Regions from separate parts of the Sus scrofa genome. Here regions 1, 3 and 4 are each linked to region 2. Evidence: chromatin contacts called from public Hi-C and HiChIP or PLAC-seq data. All regions are on one chromosome and are shown on one strand. The core of a region is the stretch at or near the end of the contact, and the rest is flanking DNA. Distances in the headings are between cores, read along the strand shown.

Region 1 (2,700 bases), core at 134-2,633, 470 kb before region 2:
ATGCGGAAACAGGCTATCTTTAAGATAGCTTCAGCTTTGAAAGGGAACTTAAAATAGCTTGCAGGGTGGCCTGATAATCAGAACAATTGCTGATATTTCATTTTCCATGACTCTAGGAAGTAGCACTGTTTGACAGGGCCTACCTTAGTTTTGCTGGAAGTGAAATGGGGATAGCAACCCTAGCCAATGGTGCAAGAAGGTTCTTAACCAAATAGTCTGATTCCTGCGTTTTGCCTTTTGAGCTTGTTCAGTTTCTTTCATGCTATGACTGTTTCCCTTAGTATCAATCAGGCCAAGCAGAGCCTGGCTGCCTGGAGCTATAGACGGTGTGAAGCAGTTGCCTGAGACAAGAACACCCAAATTTTGAGGTTGGTGGGAAGGACAGGAGTCATGCCTCTGAAGAGATAGAGGCGGTTAGGCGAGATGTCCTCAGAAGGGACCTGATTAAGAGTCAAAACGATCAGTATACAAGGAGTAACGAATCTCAGTCTGGAGGCCAGAAGAGGGCCTGCAGTGGTCGCTGACCAGAGTCCTGCTGGCTCCTCCCGGGCCTGCACAGCCCGACTGGGCTGGGCTGCAGCGAAACTTCAGGACCGCTAGGTGGCAGCCGTGCGTTTCCAAAGCTGTCTCGCCTACTGGAGAGCCCAGCTGGGATCCGACCCGGGAGCTCAAGGTGGGGGGGGGGGAGATGCGTAACAGACGCCCTGGAGACCCTCTCCCCCTCAACGGCAGGGACAGAGACTGGAAGAGGGCTCACTTGGGTTGGCCAGCCGCCCGAGAGGGTGTCTGGGACACACCACGATCCTGCGTGGACTCAAAGGGCGGGTAAAAGAGACCCCCCCTTAAACGGAGCCGCCCCGAGGGCTGGGCCTGACCCGCCCCCTCCCGGCTCCCCACTCAAGCGCTGGTTGGTGTGAGTGAGTGCGACTAGCGAATGTGGGCGCATGAAGACGTTCCGCACCTAACTGCGTTCTTGGGGACCGCTGCCTGTCCAATTCCGGCAGCGTTGCTCCGTGGCGCGGGTCATTGCGCCCAGACACAGAATTCCGACGGCTTCCAGCGCTCACCAGCTCCAGCCTCGCGGGCTCTGCCCCTTCGGAGCTGCTGGTCCCGTCGCCGAGAGTCTGAGCGCCTCCCTCCAACCCAGGGCCGCCAGGAGAAGGAGGAGGCGGCAGAGGAGAGGCCGCGGCAGGCAGGCAAGCAGGCAGAGCCGCCTTTGATGTGGGCGCGGCGCACCCAGGCGAGCTGAGCGCCCGTCCGGCCGCGCCCCGAGGGGGGAGCCCCCGGGCCCCGCATCCTCATTGTGCCGGCTCGGGCCCGGGCCCGCCCCCGGCCCCCCGCCCCCTCGCCGCCCGCGCGTAGAAAACGCCCCGGCCGCCGCCAGTGGTGGGAGGCGGCGATGCGCACGGCCGGAGAGACTCGGAGGAGGAGACATGAGCCGGCGGGCGCCCAGACGGAGCGGCCGTGACGCGTTCGTGCTGCAGCCGCGCGCCCCGGCCCCAGAACGCTGACCCCTGGCCCCGCGCAGTCCCGCGCCCCATCCGGAGAGCACGCCCCAGCTTCCAGCCCCGCCGTGCATGCTGCCCCCGGAGTGAGCCTGTCAGCCAGCCTCCCGCGGACGCCCGGACGGACGGCCAGCCGGCAGTGAGCAAGCTTCTTCGCACCGGCCGGTGCCTCCTGCACAGCGGCGGCCGCCCCGCAGCCCCCGCGCCAGCCCGGAGGGCGCAGCGCTCGGGAGGAGCCGCGCGGGGCGCTGATGCCGCAGGGCGCGCCGCGGAGCGCCCCGGAGCAGCAGAGTCTGCAGCAGCAGCAGCCGGCGAGGAGGGAGCAGCAGCAGCGGCGGCGGCGGCGGCGGAGGCGGCGGAGGCGCCCGGTCCCGGCCGCGCGAAGCGGACATGTGCAGGCTGGGCTAGGAGCCGCCGCCTCCCTCCCTCCCAGCGATGTATTCAGCGCCCTCCGCCTGCACTTGCCTGTAAGCGCCCGCTCGCGGGGCTGCCCACCCTGCCTGGCAGTCTGTCGGTGTGCCTGTGGTTCTGTCTGCCTGCCCAGCCGTTTCTCCGACTTTCCGACTGCATATCTGTCTGTACCTAGGTCCCCCTCCTTCCAGTCTCACTGACGGCCTCTCCATCTCTCTCCGCAGGTGTTTACACTTCCTGCTGTTGTGCTTCCAGGTACAGGTACGTGGGCTCCTGACTCTGACCTCTCCCCCACCCCCGCAACTGCCTCGCGGTACGTGTCGACCCCCCTCCTCCGGGCCGCGCCCCCTCCCTGCGCCCCACCCCTCCTGGGCGCCGAGCCCAGTGCACCTGTTCCCAGGGCGCGGAAGGGCGGCTCCGCACGCGCCCAGCGCAGGAGGGGGGACCGGCCAAGGGCAAGGGGCTCTGCTGTGGGACTCAGGCTGGCGCGCGCTGGCGGGGCTACGGCTGGGAGGAGATCCCCGGAGCCGGCGGGCTCAGACGCTGCAATGTGCCCGGTTCTAGGCCCCCCGGCTCGCAGCGGGTGAGGAGTTAGGACGTAGGGATTTTCTCTGCCAACCGTCCCTTAACATCTCCGCTCGCTCTTCTAAACAAAAAGGCTCCTTTCAGACGAGTGGATTTGAAGTCCAGGGAGAAAGCTTCAGTTGTAAATTACTCTGTGGTTTCAAAGGCGTTTGCAGCATTGAGAGGCAGAGGGAGAGAGAGAGAGAGACAGAGAGACAGA
Region 2 (2,953 bases), core at 229-2,728:
TGTAATTATTCTTTCTGGTGACCTAGTCGCTCAATAGATGCCCATTAACTGGAGATTATACATGATTGGATTTTCCCTTTTGAAGCTCCTACCTAATAGCTAAATGGAAACTTAATGAGAAGGGGAAGTGGGAGAGTTGTGCTCTGAAAGGAATAACAACTCATTTATGAACAGCAGTCTCTCTGAGATTCCTTCCCAAATCTAAAATTCCAAGATGGGGGTACAAAATTTAAAGTACAACATTTGTCCCACAGTATTAGTTTAAAAGGCCCTTTAGATCGGCTTAAGTTATCAGTGTTTATAGGAGTCTGTTTACTGCCTGTAGGGGATAAGCCTATCTCTCAAATTTTCCAAACAATCCATTTGAAAATACCCAATGTAGGTAGTGGCAAGAAGAATCACCACTGAATACTAGCGCTCTGCAGCTGACACCGCAGGCTCTGATCAGAGACGGAGGAGAGAATGATGTCGCAGGAAAGCCCAAGGCTTTGAAACCCAAGAAAGAAGTTGGTATCTAGATGCAGCCACTCTTTCGATGCGTGTGAGTGATCCTGAGCAAGGTGTTCTGCCCCTGGACAAATACAAACCACACAGAGTTGTTGTGGGGACTGAGACTACGGGCACAGGGCCTGGTGTACAAGGGTATTCAAAACTCTGTTCATGCCCTGCTTTGAAGTAGCTCCTTCCCCCCCGCCCCCACCAAGTATTATCTTCTCAAGCTTTTCTAACCTCAGACTCTGACAGAATGGCTCCAGATGGTTGCCTAATAGGGAAAACCCACTGGCTTCCTCAATAAACCCGTGCAAGCCCTACAGCACTGAAGGCTGCCATGGGGAAGGGGGCTGGGCAGGAGGGCAGGGCTCCACAGGTTAAAGGAAGCCATGAGCTGGAGAGGCAGGCAGTGTGTCCAAGTGTCCCAAGCAGGCCTAGAGTGGGGGTGGCAGTAAATGATCCTACATGAGAAAAGGGGGTGAAGCAGAGGAAAACAAACACAGTACTTCTCCCTCCACGTAATTCCTTTTACTGCTCTCCTGAAGGACTTCGGGATTAAGAACACTGGCAGCTTTCCTTGGGGGAATGAACAAAGTGGGAACAGAGACTCAGTGTATCATCTGGGTCTACTGGTCATTACAGAGCCACGCTTGCAACGTCACAACATCCTGGGCTCTGAGAGAGGGGTAAGAAGAAAGAATGGCTGGCAACATGAACAGGTGAGCGTGCCAAGTGGATGATGGATGGGAAGTCAGTCCCCGCTCCCACATCTCCAGGCAGCCCAGGGAATGTGTGAAGGAGGCATATGTGAACACTGCTTTGAACTAAAAACTTTCAAAACGCAGGAGCCTGAACCCACCAGAGCTACTCTGACAGAAGCTACCTCAATACGTTCCTCACTCCGAGAGGAAACAAACAACAAAACATCAGAAGTTCCTGCAGACTACACAAGAAACAGCTGTCTTTCCAGTAAGAAAATTTCATTCTTCCTTCCTGTCATCCCCAAACAGAGACGTGGTGTTAATTTACATAGTGGAGAAGGAAACAGTCCCTCGGATAAAAATAGCAACAATTCTCTGAAGGCTTGACAAAAGGGGATAAAGACATACGATTTAATAAAACTGTATTTAAGAGAGCCCTGTGAGTGATGGAATAGCTCCCTCATCATGTATATTTTTTTAACTTCTCTTATAAAGCCTTCAGAAGATGCCAGAGGGAAAATGCTGCCCTCAAGATAAAATGATCAGAGGATTGTTTCCAAAGAGTATTCCAGGTGATAAAAGAGATGTTCAGAGAAAAAAGGGTCCTGGGGTCAAATTCAGTTGAAGAAGTGCTGCATGCTCCCGGGCCCACTCTCTCATTCCCCTCTTCCTCCTCTCCCCGCCACCTCACACTCACTCTCTTTCACTCTCAGACACACACGCCGCTTCAAAAATATACTAAAAGCTCTGAAATGTCTCAAAATTTATTTATTTATTTATTTATTTTGTCTTTTTGCCTCTTCTAGGGCCACTCTTGCAGTAGTATATGGAGGTTCCCAGGCTAGGGGTCTAATCAGAGCTATAGCCGCCAGCCTACATCAGAGCCACAGCAACATGGGATCTGAGCTGCGTCTGCAACCTACACCACAGCTCACAGCAACGCCAGATCCTGAACCCACTGAGCAAGGCCAGGGATCGAACCCGCAACTTCACGGTTCCTAGTCGGATTCATTAACCGCTGAGCCATGACGGGAACTCCTCAAAATTTAAAAATCAGGTGAGGTTACTTTAATGCAGCTTTCCCTAATGTATTGGGTGTGGCCGCTCGCTTTTTATAATAACATCTTGATAAAAAAGAGCTCAGCATGTATTTGCAAATGCTGGACTAGAGCAATAACCTGGCATGATTCCTTCCTTCTTCCACTTCACCAGATAAATAGTCCTGGGAGGCAGCGGAAGTGCCCACTTTTGGTGAATGTAGTATGTACCTTCTCTAGTCCCCAACATCTTTCTCAGCCTGCTATATGTGGAGGTAAGAAGGGATGGCAATAATAGAAAATTCTAAGAGCCACAGTTTTTTTTCAAAAATCACTGTTTTATTCCTTAAAGGTATAAGAGACTAAAGGTCACAGGTTCAAGGACACGGTAAGAAAAAAACATCAACGGTAAGAAAAAAACATCAAGCCTTCCTTCCAGGAGAAAAGGAAGGTGGTTTCCTACATCCAAACTCTTGGATGAAACCATGAGGCAAGCCAGTCTGAGAGTCTCCAGCACTTCTGGGAAAGGAAGGTTCTTTGAAATAGCAACCTGGCTTCATCACTTCCTACTCTTCTCATCATCATCTCTTTCCACCTACACCTACCAAGAAGCATCGCATGTAAATAAAAACTGCAGATCTTCCTATTCTGATACTACTATAATGGAAGATACAATCTAGGAAGAAGCAGCCAGACTCTAGAGCAGATCGTCCTCAGTACTAC
Region 3 (2,916 bases), core at 259-2,758, 290 kb after region 2:
GCCTCCTCAAAAGACATTCCTGGGGTCAGAGTGGCCTGCAAACTACAGGAGCCCTTCCTTCCTGCAGCTTGGGGATGGTAACTTGGGAAGGGGATGCCTTCCTGGAGGTACCACCAGCTTTAACATGTGGGTCTCTTTCAGCATAGGGTTTCCTGGGCGAAAGGAAATCAGGGAAAGGGTGGAGTCAAGTCCTAAGTGTTTGGGTCCCTAACGCGACTCAGCAACTCAGAATTTGTTCACAGCACCGGGAACCAGGCAATGACCTGCGGCAAACGTGTCTAGAATTAATCAGCTCTGCCCCCACCCACCCCTCCACAAAAGCTCTCTCGCTTCTTATTCCCCTAAGGGAAGGTGACTGCAGCCTGGGAGACTCCCCAGCTGTGACTCATCTACAGAATCAAATCTGATCCCCCAAGCGCCGGATTCACGAGGCCCTGACCTACCCCTCTGCCGGCCCCAGTCCACATTTCCAAGCCTAACCTCGAACTCTACACCTCCCCCCACCCCCCACCGCGATTTCCTATCTCGCATCTCTGGCTTCTCTTCAGGTGCCTACCCAACTTCACCGGTCACAACCCTTTCAGCTGCAGCTGTGTTTCTCCGTCCCCATCGCCTCGGCATTCTCACAGCTTCTGGGTGGCGTCCCTTAAAAAGTATACCTAGTATCCCAGCTTTAGCGCAGATGCCTCATCTGAGGATGCTAAAGTCTTATAAGCGCCCCTTTGTCTCCCCCTGCGGCGCCGAGAGCCGAGAGCCGTGCGGGGCGCACAGGAAGTGCTCAGAAACTTAGCCCCGGGGCAGCAGCCTTGCCCAGAGAGGGAGTTGGGTGCGCAGAGACTCAGTCGGGCTGAGCGTGGGCACCCCCTCCCCCAAAGAACAAGGGTCACCAGGACAAGAACCTGAGTTCAGGGCCAAGCAGCCCCTCTGCGCTCTCCCGAGCGGTGAGCGAGACTAACCAGGGCCAGCGCCCCTTCCTTCCGGAACCGCTCCGCGAGCCCCGAACCACCCACACCCCAGCGCCCTCACCTTGTAAACTTTGCCGAAGGCACCGTCGCCCAACTCGCCCACGATCTCCCACACCTCGTTGGGATCCAAGTCCCGGCGGACGTGCTCGTATTCGCGGGACTTTCTCTTTTCGAAGGTAGACAAGCGCAAGATGCGGCGGAAATTGGCGAAAGCCATGGCTAGGGGCACGCGAGCCGGGGGGCGAGGTGGCGCCGGCTCGGGCTCGGGCTGTGGCTCCGGCGGCCGCGAAGAGGAAGGGCTGGAGAGACGCCGCGGCGCTTGGGGTTCTCCCCAGACCCGCCCTTCCCCGCAGCCGGACACGGGTCAAGTGCGCCCAGGGCTCAGCGCCGCGGGAGCACCCGGAACCGCGCAGGCGGCTGTGGTCCCCGCCCCCGCTCGGTCCTGTCCCCGGGCTGCCTCCCGATGCCTGCCCGGCTCGCGCCGCGCCCCCGCCCAACCCGCCAGCCCCGGGACGCGTTCCGGGTACCCGGCCCCGCGCCCGCCCTCCTGCCCGGCTCCACCTGCAGCTCTTCGGCAGCGCCCAGAGACCCCCTAATTGGCTGCGGGCGCTGCCGGGCTCCGCCCATCGCCGCAGGGCACTCTGGAAACTGTAGTTCCCCCCGCGCGCCGCGAGCTGGCGAGCCACCGACCAGGCTTTGGGGAGTTGAGGAAACCCTTCAGCCGGGACCCCTCCGGGTCTGGGAGACCCGCCGCCTCTTATGGCTCCCCAAATTTCTGCGGGAGCAGGAGGGGAAGCGAATTGGCTTGTCACGAGTGCCCACTGATTGTTGTCCAAAGACCAAGAAGGCGAACTGGCATTAATCATTTAACCCGCCGGGTAACCATCCCGCTAGGCTGCTCTGCTCGCGCCCACTTTTCAGCTGGGAGCGCCAGGCGGGAAGGGCACCGGTCCGGGGCTACATATCCTGCTGGTGGATCCGGTGCCGGTTCCTCGGCGCGATGCTGCCTCCTAGCGAGGAAAATGCTGCGCCCTTGCGGCCGTGGGTGAGTCCCTGGAGGCCCAGGCTGGTTTCCTGCTTCCCAGGGGCTCTGCCCCATGGTGATCCACCGGCCAGGGTTGCTGGGCTAGGAGAAGAGCTCCTTGAGAGTTTATCACATGCTTCATAAGGGATCTTCAGATATATTTGCATATTAAGTAAAACGTTTCTTAATTTCCCAATTTTTCTAAGTAAGCTCCCCGTACGTAGAACCGAAATCTTTTGACCACCATCATCTTCGATCCTGGTCGTTTTCACCTGCCACTATTGTCTCTAGGACAGTTATACTTTTATGTATGTATGTATGTATGTATTTAAGGGCCGCAGGTGTGGCATACGGATGTTCCCAGGCTAGGGGTCTCATCAGAGCTACAGCGGCGGGTCTACGCCACAGCCACGCCAGATGCGAGCCTCCTCTGCGACCTACACCATAGCACCTCGCCTAAACACTGGATCCTTAACCCATGGAGTGAGACTAAGGATTGAACCCGCCTCTTCGGGGTTACTATCAGTTTCGTTTTTTCTGCTAAACCACAAAGGAAACTCCCTAGGACGGTTATACTTTTATCTAAATCTGCTAAGTAGGTTCCAAGTAGCAAGTCCGGAGGGTTGGGCAGCCTGTAAATCTTCTTATGGTAACTCTCCCTCATAAGCAAATGCAATCTGAGTGAAAGTCATACCCCAATTGTCCCCATCCCTGTGGAGAACCATCAGTGTGGAGATATTTTCAGCCCTCCCTGAGCCGTATGCAAACACCAATTACAGTTCCAAATGTAGAAAGCCAACCACAGAAGGCTGGGGTGCTGGTGGTGGTCTGTAAGAAGGGCACCCTGAGCAAAAGTTGCCAAGCATTTTGAAATGTCCCCACAACTCAATGAGTGGTTGCAATTGTAGAGGGTCTTTCTCACTAAAA
Region 4 (2,700 bases), core at 185-2,684, 450 kb after region 2:
CATGCACAGACACCAGGTGGCAGGGGCCTCAGGCTTCCTCTCTTGCCCTAATTTCCTGCGGTCACAGCTTGGCCACCAGGCTAACCCAGGATTTTCACCAGGGTAACCCAGGGAGTGACCCAGGATTTTCATTACCAAACTGGGAAAGTCCCAGGCCAAGCAGGATGAGTTGGCCACCCTACCTACCTATGAGGTTTTGATTTCACCGCATGGGTGAAAGAGCTGTGACAAAGTGTTTGAAATGCCAGTCTCCTCTGGACTCCGAGCAATGACAGCAAATGATGGGCTTTAGGACAGGCTCCCGTCTGTGTGGTGTTACACATCCGGTTGCTCCCAGAGGAGGGCTGGAGTGGGAAATCACTCACACAGGGCAGCGCCAGCCTCCAGTTACTGGTTATGAGACACATCTGGAGATCAGTCTTGCTCAATGGGGTTACTGCTTTCTGTTCAGTTTTGCTTATTACGGATTTTTAAAGGATATGGGTAGGGAAGGAAGCCAAATAGCACAGAGGAGAAGCATCCTTTTATGGCTCAAGCTGAAACCTCACTTCTTCTGCAATCACTTTATAGACCTCTGAGCAGCTGGAGCCCACATGACCTGAAACCCACCCAGCTGCAGAGGGTACCTGATCTTCCACCAGCCTTCCAGGTTTTTCTGGATGACTTCCACCACAGCTCCTCTTTCCAGGTTCATTTCATCTTGGTCACGCGCTGTGTATGGGTAGATGACTGTGTACTTTTCCTCTGTGGGGACAAAGAGATGCTGGGGTGAGTCACTGTTAAGTCCCAGAGTGCTGATGGCCAAGGCTGTGATCCGAGAGATGCCCTAGCAGTGAAAGACTTCCTCCAGAGGCGTCTGTGCACCATGCCCCCCTCCCCCGCCATAACCTCACTTAGCTCTGGATGAGCCTGTGCAAGCGGCCACAGGACACAGGATACAGGGTAGGTCCCAACACCTCTGAAATCCCTCGGTATCATACACGGCACTCACCTTCTTCAATCTGTGCCTCAAGGTCACCCTTCTTGACTTTGCCTTAGGCGATACTCAGAGGCATGGCACCCTGCCCCTTACCCAGGTGTATTCCCCCCTTACCAGGTATTACCTCCTAATAAACCAGGTAATTTACTTAGCTATTATGTTCATGTCTGTTTCCCCTGCTAGAATATGAGCTGCAGGAAGGCAGGGATTTGTCTGTCTTGTTCATTCCTCTATCTCCGGCACTGGCCATGGTCCTGGGGGTAAGTATGCAGCCAAAGAGGCACTATTTAGTAATTGAACAAATCCCCAAGGCCTTGTGGGAGTCCGCTCGCGCATGCTGGTGTGTGTGTGTGTGTGTGTGTGTGTGTGAAACAGAGAGAGAGAGAGAAACTCTCCCTGGCTCCTCTGCAGTTCTCGTTGGTGGAGGAGTCACAGACAAGCTGGATTTGGCGGCACATGGTTTTGGGCTGAATCACTACCCAGGAGGAGAGAGCAAGCAATTTTCATTACGTAGCTAGGAGGCGATCTCTATCTTACACTATTTTCAAGCCCTTGGATCCAGCCATGCCTGAAGCACCTATTTTGTTTTATTTTAAAATTTATTATTATTATTATTATTTGCATCAGGGCCGCACTTGTGGCACATGGAAGTTCCCAGGCTAGGTAGGGATTGCCTCGGAGCTGCAGCTGCCGGTCTACGCCACAGCGGGAATTCCTCAGTTTAATTTTGAAAAATTTATTTATTTTAAAAATTGAGATAAAATTGACACATGACACTGCATTGGTTTCAGGTGTACAATGTAACAATTCAGGTATCTATCAGGAAAGGACTGCCTGCTTCTGTCTTCATTAGTGTGATTGGGGTGCCTTCCAGCCTGCTCTCTGCGGTTCCCGGCTCCCTCTCCCAAAGCCCAGGGACCATCCTTATGGCTCCAGTCCAATGGGCTGCCTCCAGCTGTGTCCCTCTGGTCCCCCCCGCCCCCCACCGCCACCCTCCCAAGCTGGAGGGCCAGGGCTCTGCTGCGAGGGTTGCTCAGTGTCACACTTGGGGAGGCCCTCCAGAGACCACGACAATAGCTGCCACGCCTAGCACTGTGGGCAGTGACTGCTGAGACAGATAACGGATGAGCGTCCCAGGGGAGCCATGGAGGAGAGGAGTGGGCTTTCCTGTTTCGGTTACATTCCAGCCCCCAGGGAGTGACCAGGCCAGCTGCGAGCTGATGCGGATGGTTGGCGTGTGTGTCAGCTGACTCTTTCTCTCTGGGAAAACACCACGGGCTGCCTCTGGCCAGGCCAGGCAGTGCAAAGGGAGGCGGGAAACACACGGGGCGTTTGTTTACTGATTGATCTAGCCCCTGACCTGCTCTGCGGGGGCTGAGCTGACTCAAGTTGCACATATCTGTGCACAGCCGCCTCAGCTGTTCTCCTCGCTCACAGAGGCAGGCTGGGCTGTGGCTGCTGTGAGCGGGGCAGGGGGTAGTTCAGCCCCGTGGATGCACAGAAGTACTGTTTGGCCAGGTGAGAAGGGGCACTGACTGGGTCCCAGACTTAAGAAGTACCCCAGGCCCTGGACTCCTGGGGCCAGCAGTTTTTGGTGGAATCACACTGGGGGATCACCTCTCTGGCGATCCCTAACCAAATTTAAGACGAAGGAGTTCCTGATATGGCTCAGCTGTCATGAACCCGACTAGTATCCAAGAGGATGCGGGTTCGATCCCTGA

The links. A called contact is a pair of places that touch in the nucleus more often than the background predicts. HiChIP or PLAC-seq counts read pairs in DNA pulled down with a chosen protein or histone mark.
Region 1: a contact with region 2 is called in an H3K27ac HiChIP or PLAC-seq map of alveolar macrophages, with 8 times the contacts expected there. The contact joins the promoter of FGF18 here to the enhancer-like site in region 2. A contact is called at or near these places in 3 of 5 promoter capture datasets (fetal liver, fetal skeletal muscle and liver), 22 of 47 Hi-C or Micro-C datasets (alveolar macrophages, brain, embryonic fibroblasts and 13 more) and 2 of 2 datasets of contacts at active chromatin or transcription factors (alveolar macrophages and skeletal muscle).
Region 3: a Hi-C map of omental adipose tissue shows a contact between it and region 2, with 2.6 times the contacts expected there. The contact joins the promoter of STK10 here to the enhancer-like site in region 2. A contact is called at or near these places in 3 of 5 promoter capture datasets (fetal liver, fetal skeletal muscle and liver), 18 of 47 Hi-C or Micro-C datasets (alveolar macrophages, blood, embryonic fibroblasts and 9 more) and 2 of 2 datasets of contacts at active chromatin or transcription factors (alveolar macrophages and skeletal muscle).
Region 4: a contact with region 2 is called in an H3K27ac HiChIP or PLAC-seq map of alveolar macrophages. The contact joins two enhancer-like sites. A contact is called at or near these places in 2 of 47 Hi-C or Micro-C datasets (embryonic fibroblasts and fetal skeletal muscle) and 1 of 2 datasets of contacts at active chromatin or transcription factors (alveolar macrophages).

What each region holds. Positions count from the first base shown.
Region 1 is chr16:52,758,929-52,761,628 of Sscrofa11.1, reverse strand. FGF18 (fibroblast growth factor 18) reads left to right here and starts at 1,383. Exons shown (of 5, transcript XM_013990660.2): 1 at 1,383-1,972; 2 at 2,141-2,177. The coding sequence starts at 1,941.
Region 2 is chr16:52,288,701-52,291,653 of Sscrofa11.1, reverse strand. The region is part of intron 2 of FBXW11 (F-box/WD repeat-containing protein 11); the gene reads right to left. Among named protein-coding and RNA genes, the nearest start is that of FBXW11, 78 kb to the right of the region's middle. Within about 2 kb of position 1,478, at least 18 of the 83 cell types and tissues checked have an H3K27ac peak or open chromatin away from gene starts, as enhancers often do. A contact at or near this core is called in alveolar macrophages, brain and omental adipose tissue, where this site is marked.
Region 3 is chr16:52,002,360-52,005,275 of Sscrofa11.1, reverse strand. STK10 (serine/threonine-protein kinase 10) reads right to left here and starts at 1,508. Exons shown (of 19, transcript XM_021077114.1): 1 at 1,027-1,508. The coding sequence starts at 1,182.
Region 4 is chr16:51,834,460-51,837,159 of Sscrofa11.1, reverse strand. It overlaps SH3PXD2B (SH3 and PX domain-containing protein 2B), which reads right to left. Exons shown (of 14, transcript XM_021077089.1): 9 at 627-744. Among named protein-coding and RNA genes, the nearest start is that of UBTD2, 71 kb to the left of the region's middle. Within about 2 kb of position 1,434, at least 39 of the 83 cell types and tissues checked have an H3K27ac peak or open chromatin away from gene starts, as enhancers often do. A contact at or near this core is called in alveolar macrophages, where this site is marked.